Linked DNA regions of Sus scrofa: region 2 is linked to region 1. A link is a contact called in public HiChIP or PLAC-seq data. All regions are on one chromosome and are shown on one strand. Each heading gives the region's core, a stretch centred on a gene start, on an enhancer-like site or on the middle of the called end of the contact. The rest is flanking DNA. Distances are from core to core; before and after follow the strand shown. Region 1 overlaps LDB3 (LIM domain-binding protein 3). Region 2 has its middle 78 kb from the start of LDB3.

What was found. HiChIP or PLAC-seq counts read pairs in DNA pulled down with a chosen protein or histone mark.
Region 2: a contact with region 1 is called in an H3K27ac HiChIP or PLAC-seq map of skeletal muscle. The contact joins two enhancer-like sites. A contact is called at or near these places in 1 of 5 promoter capture datasets (liver), 8 of 47 Hi-C or Micro-C datasets (embryonic fibroblasts, epiblast stem cells, fetal heart ventricle and 4 more) and 2 of 2 datasets of contacts at active chromatin or transcription factors (alveolar macrophages and skeletal muscle).

Annotation. Positions count from the first base shown.
Region 1 is chr14:87,701,080-87,707,181 of Sscrofa11.1, reverse strand. LDB3 (LIM domain-binding protein 3) reads right to left here. Exons shown (of 15, transcript XM_005657425.3): 10 at 2,335-2,466; 11 at 2,050-2,332; 12 at 718-898. Among named protein-coding and RNA genes, the nearest start is that of LDB3, 43 kb to the right of the region's middle. Within about 2 kb of position 2,986, at least 8 of the 83 cell types and tissues checked have an H3K27ac peak or open chromatin away from gene starts, as enhancers often do. A contact at or near this core is called in skeletal muscle, where this site is marked.
Region 2 is chr14:87,736,396-87,742,497 of Sscrofa11.1, reverse strand. No RefSeq gene overlaps it. Among named protein-coding and RNA genes, the nearest start is that of LDB3, 78 kb to the right of the region's middle. Within about 2 kb of position 3,352, at least 15 of the 83 cell types and tissues checked have an H3K27ac peak or open chromatin away from gene starts, as enhancers often do. A contact at or near this core is called in skeletal muscle, where this site is marked.

The DNA of each region.
Region 1 (6,102 bases), core at 1,737-4,236:
GGGACTTATCCAGTGCTTGCTGGGTGCCAGCTTCTGTGTGTACTCACGTAAGCTATGATGCTTAACCTCCCATCAAATCTGGGAGGGAGGTACTGCTTGTTACTGCCACTTTACCAAATGGGCATTGAAGGTCAAAGCCACATGTGGTTCAGGGCCACAGGAGGGTGCATGGTGAGGTCTGGCTTTGCAGAAGCTCCACCACCACTTTAAACTCTGTGGTCCCAGGATGTAATCATCTCTCACTCAGTTCATTTGTTCCCTAGATCATTGGTGGCAAACTAACTTCCTTCCAGGATAGAAATGGAGTTGTTCTTGCTCTGTAGCAAAGCAACTTCTTGGCTTCCAAAGGGGACCCACAACCTCGAGGAGGAGGAGAGATTGGCTGGAAAAAAGATAAGGATCAGGGAATTCCCATTGTGGCACAGCGGAAACAAATCCAACTAGTTTCCACGAGGATGCCGGTTTGATCCCTGGCCTTGCCTAGTGGATTGGGGATCCAGCATTGCTGTCAGCTATGGTGTAGGCTGCAGATGAGGCTTGGATCCTGCATTGTTATGGCTGGGGTGTAGGCCAGCAGCTATAGCTCCGATTCAACCCCTAGCCTGGGAACCTCCATATGCTGTGGGTGCAGCTCTAAAAAAAGAAAAAGAAAAAGAAAAAAAAAAAAAAAAAAAAAAAAAAGCTAATGGTCAAAGGAGAGGAACGTTGCCCACTTACCCCCATGATTTTGGTGTTGCACTTGGCACAGACTGGGGCGAAGAACTGCTCATAACACCGCTCACAGTAAACATTGTTCTGCTCCTCCACAAAGCATACATCTGCCAGGGAGGTCTTGCAGTAGGCACAGTTGAACTCTTCTGGGTGCCAGGAGCGGCCCATGGCTACCAGAAAGGGGCCCCTGAAGAAGCAGAGAACAGTACCTCCTAAGGCAGCCCCCAAAATTTAAGGAGATATTTCAAAACCTCCAATAACATTCATACTTTGACCCTGTAACCCTGACTTTTGTGACTGTTCTAATGAAATAACGTGAAATTCAGATAAAGCAAAAAGATGCTCACTGCTGCATGCTTACAATAAAGAGAAAATGGGAAGCAACTCAAACATCCACTAGTAGGGGACCATGTAAGTGTACCATGGAATATTCAATTGACTATTGATAATTATAATAAGAAGAGCAATGACAACGGTGCTGATGGCTAGCACTTATTAAGCGTTCACTCTGTGCCAGGCACTACTCAAGAAGAAATTTGCATTTATTAATATGCTTAATTCTCACAACAATCCTATGAAGCAGGTACTATTATGATACCCTTTTTCTGATAAGGAAGCTGAGGCACAGAGAGGTTAAATTGTTCAAGGCTATAGGACTACAGGCCCAGGACACAAATCTGGTTCCAGAATAGTACTCATAACAGTGGAAATGCTTTATGTTTTAGTTTTCACTTTTCGGAATTTTCTAATTCTTTTCTAATAAGTATATTCTCTCTAATGATACTTTGTTTTTAAATGAAAGTATACTGTTTACATATATCAGTTTGGCCCCCACACACATGCACATACTATAAACATACTGTATCCAAACAAGCCCCACCCATGATCCTTGGCTTCTACACATGAAATGACTTGTTTTCCTTTTAGTGTGGCAGATGCCCACCAAAGCCCTGAGCAGCATGGGCCTGTCTGTGGAAAGACCCAGAAGCAACCCTAAAGGAAAGCTGGGTCAAACCAGCACTGTCTGCCAGCTTGCAACATGCCCAATAAACCTACCAGCCAGACCTGAGATTCTCAGAACCCAGCCTTAGCCTGAGGGGATGGAGCTGGCACAGGCACTGCGCTGAGAGCTTCACCCACTTACCTCATGGAATTCTCCCAACTTCCCAGGGATGTGCGTGTCCCATAGGTATGGAAGCTAAACCTCAGAGAGGGTCAGACCAGAAGGTGTCAGACCACCAGCCTCAGGTCTGCCCTGCACGCAGTCCTCTCCCTACACCTGCCCTCCCATCCCCCTATCTTCCCAGCGCCCCAGCCAGGGGAAACAGCGGATCTTACCGGATGATGCTGTTGCAGTGGCCACAGAGCGGAGTCCGGCTGCTGGCTGGGAAGCGCTCGGCCCTCTGGACAGTACCCCTGGCAAGGGGGGACACCTGGGGACCCTGCAGCGGTGGGGTATAGGCAGGGGCCCCTCGGGGCAGGCTCTGCTTGCTGATGGAGGTGGTGCTTTTGCCCGGGGCAAACTTCTGAGAGAAGCTGTCATCTGTCACCCATGGGGGGCGGCTGGCAGACTCCGCAGGGCCCCCACTGTAGGGCGTGGGGTTATAGCTTGGGGCTGGTGAGGGGTATAGGCTGGTGCAGGTGAGGGGGAGTAGGTGGGGGCAGGGGAGGGGGTGTAGGCAGGGGCAGGGGAAGGGGTGTAGGGGGTGGGACTGTAATTGGCCCCTGGGGATGGGCTGTAGGTAGATGCAGGCACTGCAAGCCAAAAATACCCAAAGAAACAAGTGTCAGGAATTCATTTCTCCCAACTTCCTCCACACCCAGCCAGAGAACTGTAAAAGACAAGTTTAATATTAGAGCAGCCCAGTTCCAATTTTTGCAGGAGACACATCCCTGCACTTCTTGATGGCCTCAATTTGAATTTGCAGCAGGGAGCCAAGGGAGATAAAGAGTCATCAGAGCAGAGCCCTGGGAGCTTGGACAGGGCTGGGAAGGAATAGAGCTAAAAATATCTGCAGCTGTGTGGGGTGGGGCAGTCAGGCCTTGGCTGCTAGAGGCCTGCAAGAGAAGGCAGTGGGGGGCAGGGGGTGCCGGGCAAGGTTCATATCTGGATCCCCTCGGCTGGGAAGAGGGTGGAAGTGGGTCAGCCTTGGCCTTGACTAGAAGATGCTTTCGGTTGCACTCTGACCAGTGATTTGACATCTGAAATGCCTCAGTGGCATGCATTTGCTGAGCCTGGACTGAGTCCAGCCTTCCAGATGACCACGCAGTTAGGTTTTCAAGTTCAGGTTTCAGGTTTCTTGGCTTGACTTATACTGGGGGGGGGGGGGGGACACACAGTATTTTGGTTTGACTCAGGGTTGAGGGGTCTTGAAGGAGTCATTCAGAGGGGACCTGGGTACAGATGCTGGGGTGACCCAGCCCAGGCCTAGCTGCTCCCTCAGCCTGTGACTGCCTCTGGGGGACCCAAGCTCCCCTACATTACTGTGGTGGAAACTGAGAGTGTGTCTGATACTGTGTAGAGGTTACGGAAGAAACCGAGGGCAGGAGGAGAATGCACTGTCCCACTTCTGGAACTCCCTTCTCCAGCTCACTGAGAGCTGAACACCTTTTTAGGGCAGCAACACAAAGAGGCATAGCAGCTGCTCACTCAAAGCTGTCCCAGGCCTGGGCCCTCAAAACCCAGACTTCTAAGTTCTGCTGCCTCCCATTGCAAACCCTACCTGGGGCAGACCCAGCTGCATCTGGCACACATGGTCCTGCCAGCTTCCCCTTCTAGGGAGGGCAGATCCAGAAGTCTCTCCTCATCTCCCAGTCTGCTCCTCTGGAAAGAGGCCTCATTGTCCCCACCTGATTCTTGAGTCTGGCCTGGTGAAGAGCCTATGCTGAGGCAGCTCCTGTCAGGCTCCAGCTTAGAAAGGAGGGTCGGTTATTTTCAGGGCAAAAAGTCCTGGCCTGGCCTCTGGTCTCTCCCACCTGGTTCCCCGGGTCTACCTTCGATGGCCTGTGGCTTGCTGCTCCAACTCTACTACCTTCTACTCCCAGATGACTGGCTGTTCAGAGTTGGGTAACTTGGAAACCCCAGTGCTGGGAATGCATAGGGTCCAGGCCTGTGCCACTGAAACCATCCTGGGAGTGTTGCTGGTTTCCAAAGGTAAAACCTTCTCAGAAGGAATCTTCTGTCCACTTACTAAGAGGCACATAACAACAGGTCATCTGGGTTAGTTCTTTTTACAGCTGAGGTCACTGAAGCTCAGACAGAGACAGTAAGTGGCAGAGTCTCCAAAATCATTCTATCACCTCAAGCTGCCTCTGTAAAAAACATCATTCCAATTTCCAGAAGATCTGGGTGCACCATGTTATGGAGGTGTAACTACCAAGCTGGAGGAGACCCCAGGCTCTGGTGTGTAGCACAGCCATTGTTCAGGTTCCAGCTCCTACCACATCCTGGCTGTGTCCTTGGGCAAGTTCCTTAACATCTCTAGGCCTGAATTTCCTTGTCTAAAAATGGCAGTAGTAATCGTTAGTACCTCACAGGGTTGTCATGAGGATTAAGGGAGATAAGAACTACTTAGTACCTGGCACTGTGCATGTGTCACTAAATGTTAGTGAGGATGGTGAGGAGAGTGACTCCTGGGTCTCATGGTCCAGATGAACTGTCAGCTCATCTTAGCCTGATGGTCCCCTGAGGAGCCCAGCTCAGGGAGACTATAGGATATAGGGAGGGGGAGATGTGACACTCTGAAGTCAGGTGAACTGGGACTGAGTCTACTTATCAGTGATGCTAAGTATGACACCCCTGCCTGCCTCACAGGGTGGGTGCCTACCCATGCATTTTGTAAACTTGTGAAGCCCATATTTGAAATGTTGTCACCCTCCCTAACAGCATGGCATAGCTGCAAAGTGCCCAGAGCAGAGGGTCTCAGTGTGCTGGGGGAGGAGTGATGAAAAGAGGAAGAGGGGCTTCATCCCTCGCTGTTATGAATAGTGGGGTTCTGCACAAGATTTTTTATTTCCTTTTTTTGTAAAGTGGGGGACCTCTGCTAAATGGGATTATGAATGAGAGCCCTAATTCTGTGTCATCCAATACACAGCCCTACGTGGCTATTAAGCACCTGAAATGAAACTAGTCCTAATTAATATGGGCTGTAAATATAAAACACACACCAGAATTCAAAGATGGTACAAGAAAGGAAAATACCTCATTAATCATTTTTTTGTTTGTTTTTAAGGCTGCACTTGCAGCATATGGAAATTTCCCGGGCTAGGGGTTGAACTGGAACTGCAGTTGCCATCCTACACCACAGCCACAGCAATGCCAGATCCTTGATCCACTGAGTGAGGCCAGGGATCGAACCCACATCTTCATGGATACTAGTCGGGTTCTTAACCCACTGAGCCACAATGGGAACTCTGGTTTATTAAACTTCCCATTTCACTAATAATTTTATATTGTTTATACATTGAAATGGTATTTTGAATATACTGAGTTAGATAAAATACATTGCAATTAATTTCACCTGCTTCTTTTTACTTTTTTAAAAATGTAGCTACTAGAAAATGTATTGTCACTGGACAGTGCTGTCCTAATCAGGACAACGGTTACCAAGTACTGACTGCTTTCAAGTGCCAGGCCCTTGTATTATTTCAGGTAATATTCCATGCAATCCAATGAGGCAGATAGTATTTTCAAGTCATTTCACAGATGAGGAATTGAGGCTTGGAGAGCTTAGGTGACTCCCTCAAAGTTGTAGAGCTAGTGAACCATCTAGCTGAATCTGGAGCTCAGGCAGCAGGACTCAATTCCAGATTCCCTGCTTAACCACTCCCTAGGCAGCAAAACAGGCTTTAGCAAGCTCTTTCCACATCTGGCCCTTGCCCACTTTTCCAGCTTCCCTCCAGTAATACTAACCCTATTCTCTCTGCCTGGCAGCCATTCTCTTCCCTCCTCTGGGAAGACTTCCAGACTCCATGATCAACCCCCCCTTCTCTAAACCCCCACAGCACAAAGGTCTAAGCAGGTCAGAAGCATGCTGGTATCTGGGCCCCGGTGGGCTGCATCTTGGCCCCCAGGTAACTACTCCCCTAACCCCCTCCAGCTAAAGTCCTTTCCTTATTCGAGGAGGACCGGGCGGGCAGCTCCTCTCTGCCATAGCACCGCGTCCCAGGTGAGGATGGGGGCGCGGGGATACTGCTTCACAGCTCCAGCCCTTCACCTGGCTGGCCATACCATCCCCGACGTGCCCGGAGAGATCTGATATCCCATCTCAGAGCCCGGGGCTGTTGCTATTTCTGCTTGACGGAATGAAGCCCGTCCAAATTAGAAGGTGATATTTCATCTCTAATTGGCGAGTTCAAAAGGCCCCTATCACACTCGGCGGCTTAGGAATA
Region 2 (6,102 bases), core at 2,103-4,602, 35 kb before region 1:
GTCCAGAGGCCTGGCCCGCCTGGGGGCCCTATGATCTGTGAGCCCGTGAATTCCAACGGCATAACATGAGGAGCGGCGTTAACGCAACAGGACTGAAGTCAGCGGACTATAAATATTGCTCCCTTTACTACCTTTGGCTCACTTTAGTGACCTCAGATACCCCCGGAGTCTCATTCCCCGCATTTGGAAAATGTAAATAATTGTCACTACCTCTTTTCTCCCATTTCTCAGCATTCTTCGGAAAGTGCTGTTAAAAGTATTCAATGTCCTGTATGTGAAGAAAGTATGGACCCCTATTTAACAACCAAATGTGACCTTGATCTCTTTGTTAAGTCTCAAGTATGGTGTTAAGGCTCTTTACAAAAGATACTCTTTTTTACATTCCCTTCATAAAATCACTTTTTAAACTGCATAAAAAGCAGGGGAGGAAAAGAATGTGCCAGGTCCAGATATTTGTTTTTACACACATTCTCCCTTAAGAGATGTTTAGATTCCGGAGTATTCCCTTATATTCTGGTTTAAATGGCTAAACTCCCTTACATTCCTATTTAAAGTTTTTTTGTTTTTTTTGTTTTTTTTGGTTTTTTTTTTGGTCTATCTTGTGTTCTGTCCCTCTTTTCTCCCTCTTTAATTCACCTTTGTCCTTAATGGTGAAAATACACTCTGTGGGAGTTCCCATCGTGGCTCAGCAGTAAGGAATCTGACTAGTATCCATGAGGACTTGGGTTCAATCCCTGGCCTTGATCAGTGTGTTAAGGATCTAGCGTTGCTGTGGCCAGCAGCTGTAGCTCCGATTTGACCCCCAACCCTGGAATTTCCATATGCCTGGGATGCGGCCCTAAAAAAAGACACCCTCTGTAATTCCAAATTATTTTTCAATTCTGTTTTTTTTTTCCCTGAACTCTATAGCTTTCTCAGGTTTGAGAGCCATGGAAGAGTATCTTGCTACACAGGATGAATGTTTGATACATGGGTTTCCCTGCAACACCTAAAATTTGTCACTTTTTTAAGGTTTCTACATATGACACTGCTCTAATTTTAAGAGAAAAGGTGGACCTTTTGCTGGAGGAGATTTGGACTGACTCGCCAAAGAACTCATTGATGTATACTGAGTAATGTGTTATGGCAGATAGAACCATGATAAATGTGTTAATATATCCTCTACAGCCTGTTCAATTTTACACATGAATCAGTCTATAAAATCAACAATCTCAGATTGGAACTTTAGTACATCAAGTTTCTGAAATACACAAATCTGTGTTACAGCCACTGCAGAAATGAGAGCAAAATTGAAACATCAAATTTTAAATCATCATATCTTTGTATTTCTATAAAAGGAACTCCTTTTCAAGTTTATGGGAATTTTACTTGACATTCTTTTGTTCTCCTTGGATAAGGCCCACCTCAGTGCCCGGATTTAAATCCCTAGCTTTATCACAGCAGGCAACCTAACTACCAACAACTGAGTATGGTGTTTTCTCTGGTTCCTGGCATGTGTATGCATGCCAGCCTGTTTCTCCGGTTTGCCTGCCCACTAAATGAACAAGAGAAGCCAGGAAGCCCAAGGAGACATCTGGACACGTATGGTCTGGCCCCCAAACTCAAAAGCAACACCTCAAGGTCCAAATATAATATTCTCCAAAGTGATAGTTTTCCTATAAGTAGATTAATAGAATGTGCTGGAAATGGGCCCTTTTTTTTTTTTTTTTTCCTCTGCACAATTCGAGGTATAGTTCTCAAGAGTGGTAATTGCATGCCCAAATCACATAGCATTAGTTAGGAATGGAAAATCACCCTTCTCCTACAGTTCTCAGATCCTCAAGGACAGTTTCTCTGATCATGTCTTTTTTTTTTTTTTTTCTTTTTTTTTTTTGCCATTTCTTGGGCTGCTCCCGCGGCATATGGAAGTTCCTAGGCTAGGGGTCCAATCAGAGCTGTAGCTGCCAGCTTACGCCAGAGCCACAGCAACGCGGGATCCGAGCCGCGTCTGCGACCTACACCACAGCTCACGGCAATGCTGGATCGTTAACCCACTGAGCAAGGCCAGGGATCGAACCCGCAACCTCATGGTTCCTAGTCGGATTCGTTAACCACTGCGCCGCAACGGGAACTCCTGATCATCTGTCTTAAATTAACACCCCAACACAGCCAATTTCGTTTTATTTATACCATTTTTACTATATGAAATTTACCTTGTTCATTTACTTATTTGTTTATGGAGTGAGTTTCTCTCACCCACCAGAATGAAAACTCCACGAGAGCAAAGACCTTGTCAGTCTTGTTCTCAGCTCTTTCCTCCAAGCCTCGTTCCTGGCATATAACAGGTGCTCAATATTTGTTAAGTGAATGAGCAAGATAAGGATAGAATTTCCTCTAAGCATTTTTGAACCTTGTCAACAAGACTGTTTTAGAGGCTGGCTTGGACTATATTGAAGAGGTGAGAGTGGGTCAGGGAAACTGGGTTATACCATCTTCAGTGAAATGGAGAGTGCTGCCTTCACGGAAGGCATTAGCTCAATAGGGTAATACAAGTTAATCCATCCAAAGTCATTTTCCTGATGCAGATGCTTATGAGGCAAAGGCAGCATTAAGTCATTGTGGATATGGAGATGAATTTGAATCTAGTAAGGAGGTACTTGTGAAAGGATGCCCTTGGCAAAGCAATGCTTTAGGTTGGTTTGAAGCCCAATATTAAATGGACAAAAGTGTTATGAAGAGTAGAGGAGACAGCTACATTTTTCAGCATGGACACAACTACATGATTTTACTGGTTAATAATAACCCTGTCACGGTTTAGGACAAGTCAAAACAGAAATTGTGTTTATGAAAAGAGATGGTGATATATAAATATAATCCAGTGCACAAAATAGAGAAAAGTTTAAAAATCTGAATGTGTTCTTTTCTTTGTAATGGTATAACATGTTACTTCCCATTCTGTGTTTACCCGTAAATGACTTGCTGCTTTTCCCATTTCCATTTTCATTCCTCTTTGCTTCAAAGCACTTGTTTCCTGTGATTAAAAGGTGGTTTAGTGATGCTCTGTTGCAAAGTAGTCACCACTTGGTCTTGCCTAATCTGTGGTCTCTATAGACCTCTCTCTGCTATCAGTACACCCTTTACCATAGAGCTTAATCCTCTCCAGGCCCTATGGCAGGAAGATTTCTCAGACCTCTAGTCCCAAGCCTGGCACTCAGCCTTCTGCTCCCTCTGCTATTTACTGGGCAGCCATAACCTTGGCCCCCCTCTGAGCACTGACTCACAGCTCTTTTCTTGATCTGGAAGCCCTGGCCTTTTAACCTGAGTGGAACTTGATTTTCTCTCTGCCTGTTGTCTGGACTCTGCTCTCTGGAGCCTGTCCCAGTCCTACAGCACAGACTCTGCTGGGCACTAATAGATACTCCTGATGGCAATGCTTGTTTCCCTTCAGCTTTGTTCCTAGATTCTCTCCTTCTGTATTCTATCCATCTATCAGGCCTCCTTTCCCCCATTACCTCAAAGTGGACATCCTGATGCCTGCTGCTCTCCTGGGCTACCACCTGTTGTTTGCTCACTGCTCTCTGGCTATCAGGTACTGCCTAGCACACTGTAGTTGCTCCCACCAAACACCTGGAGCTGTGGCCTCCCCACCCTAGTTCCCACTCAGCCCACAGTAAATCTGTCCTTCCCCATCCTATAGCAGTTCACTACCCTCACCACCCTGCCTTTCTGTCCTGAGAGCAGTGGATTTATGACCTCTTATACTTTATTTTTTTGACCAGATATAACTAATTAAAGGCAAATGGATATAGTTGGTTTTTGTTTTTATTTAGCTAAATAAAGTATTAAGGTGTAATAGGTGCTTGTGTATGAGTATGTAATTGTATGTGTATATATATGCATATTTGTATGTGTATATATATCTTACCTCTGAACACTGATTCTACTCAAGAATTCCTTTGGTGCTAATAGTCCAGAAATCCCAGCATTTGGAGCTAGGTATGATTACCTTGTGAATGACAAGGTGTCATGATAGGGATTCAGGCTGAGATAACTGGGAAGAGACAATCCCGGATCAGGAATGTTGTGTCATTAGCAGCTATACTGTATCTACTGTCCATGGTCTACATGGTTATCCAGATACATTCCTAGGTGTGGTGTGTCACCAATGGGAACAGACATGCTAGTTTATCCACCACGTGTGTTTCCATCCCTGTGCTGGACATAAAGTTATAGAGGACAGGAACTGTCTTTTTCTCACTCCATGGTATCCCTACAATCTAGCATGCTGCCTTGCACACCGGAAGCCCTGAAGATAATTGATAAATCATTTTGTTCTCTATTGTTAGTTTGCCCTCATTTGTTTCTTTTATTTTTAATCAATGGTGGGGGGGGAGAGGAGTTTTTAATATTTTTAAGGATTCATATTACTTATCTTGATGAAAGTCTAACAAATGACTGTTATGATAACACAGAACTATCATTGACTTTAAATTTTACCAACTCTTTTCAATGAATAATGCTTGAGTTCTGGAGTTTCAGTTGCACTTTAAGACAACATCCTCCATTCTTTCATGAGGAAACATAATCATACATTTAACCCGTACCCAATACCTGTCAATATTTCTTTTAAAATGTAGATTTACAGGGAGTTCTTGTTGTGGCTCAGCAGGTTGTGAACCTGACTATTATCCATAAGGATGCTGGTTTGATCCCTGGCCTTGCTCAGTGGGTTAAATATCTGGTGTTGCCACAAACTGCAGTAGGTCACTCTGATTTGACTCCTAGCCTGTGGGAACTTCCAAATACTTCAGGTACAGCCTGAAAAAAAAGAAAATGTAGACTTTGCATTTAGTTTGCTCCCCACCTTAAAATCTACCTTCCTCATTGTATACCTGAATTATTCTAGCTATCCTCCTAATTGGTGATTCCCTCTGTCAACTGATCTTGCTCAGTTTTTCCAGATTTCACTTAATGAATCACTACACTCATCAACGTCTGGAAACTACAGCTGTATGGCAGCATTCTGTTAGATTGGTCTATCCACTTCCTGCAGAATGGGCCACATTCATTTTCCTTTTAACATCATTCTCTGCCTGCCATGCCTAAGTACCACCTCTTGCAAGAAGTCATCTATTGTTACTCCATCCTAAACTTTTCTCTCTATAGTTTCTATCACTGACTTTTTTGCACAGTTTAGCTGTTCCTATAGCTCTCACAAAAGATTTCATATCTTTATTCAGTTTCTAGCCTCCCACCCTGGGAAGGACAGTTTAAAGTATATCAAAAGAGCAGCCCCAAGCTGAGGCCTACCATTGTAATTGTCAAAATCTTTGCCTCTTTGTTTTCAAAGGTTCATCTGGAGCTGGAAGTTTGGTGACAAACTTCTCAATACATATGCTGTGCTGCTCTGTCCCTCAAGGTCAAAGAGGGCACTTCTGTTCCTCCTTCTTTTCTCCCCTCCCCTCCCCTTCCCTCTCCTACCACAGTTGCTGTAGTCACCTCACTGAACACCTCGGGTGGCTACATTGCAGGGCTCCCAGGGGCGCCATTTATATCCCTGATCTGTGTGAAAGATGCTCCCTGGAATTGTGTCGTACACAGTGTTCAGCTGGCCCCACTAGCACCATGAAGTTGCCGTTCTAATTGCAGGCAAGGAACCTAGTCCCTGGCTTGCTTAAAGAACTAGCTGCTGCTGCTGCTGCTGCTGCTGCTTTTTCTTGTTCTTTTTTTGGCCAAGTCTGCAGCATGCACATGTTCTGGGACCAGGGATCAAACCCTTGCCAGAGCAGCCACCTGAGCCACAGCAGTGACAACACTGGATCCTTAACCCACTGAGCCACCACGGAATTCCAAAGTACCAGCTTTTTAATTATTTAATGTTAGACATTATATATCTAAATGTAATGTTATATATTACATAGATACACATATAATGATATATTTTATGACATAACATTATATACCATTCAGAACATTTGAGGGAAATGAAGGTGGCAAGATACATATTTGTCAGAATTAAGTCAGACTCCTATATAAATAGCATATGCACACTACTACCTATAAAATAGGTAACCACCTGGACCCACCATATAGCACAAGAACTAAATATTATATAATAACCTA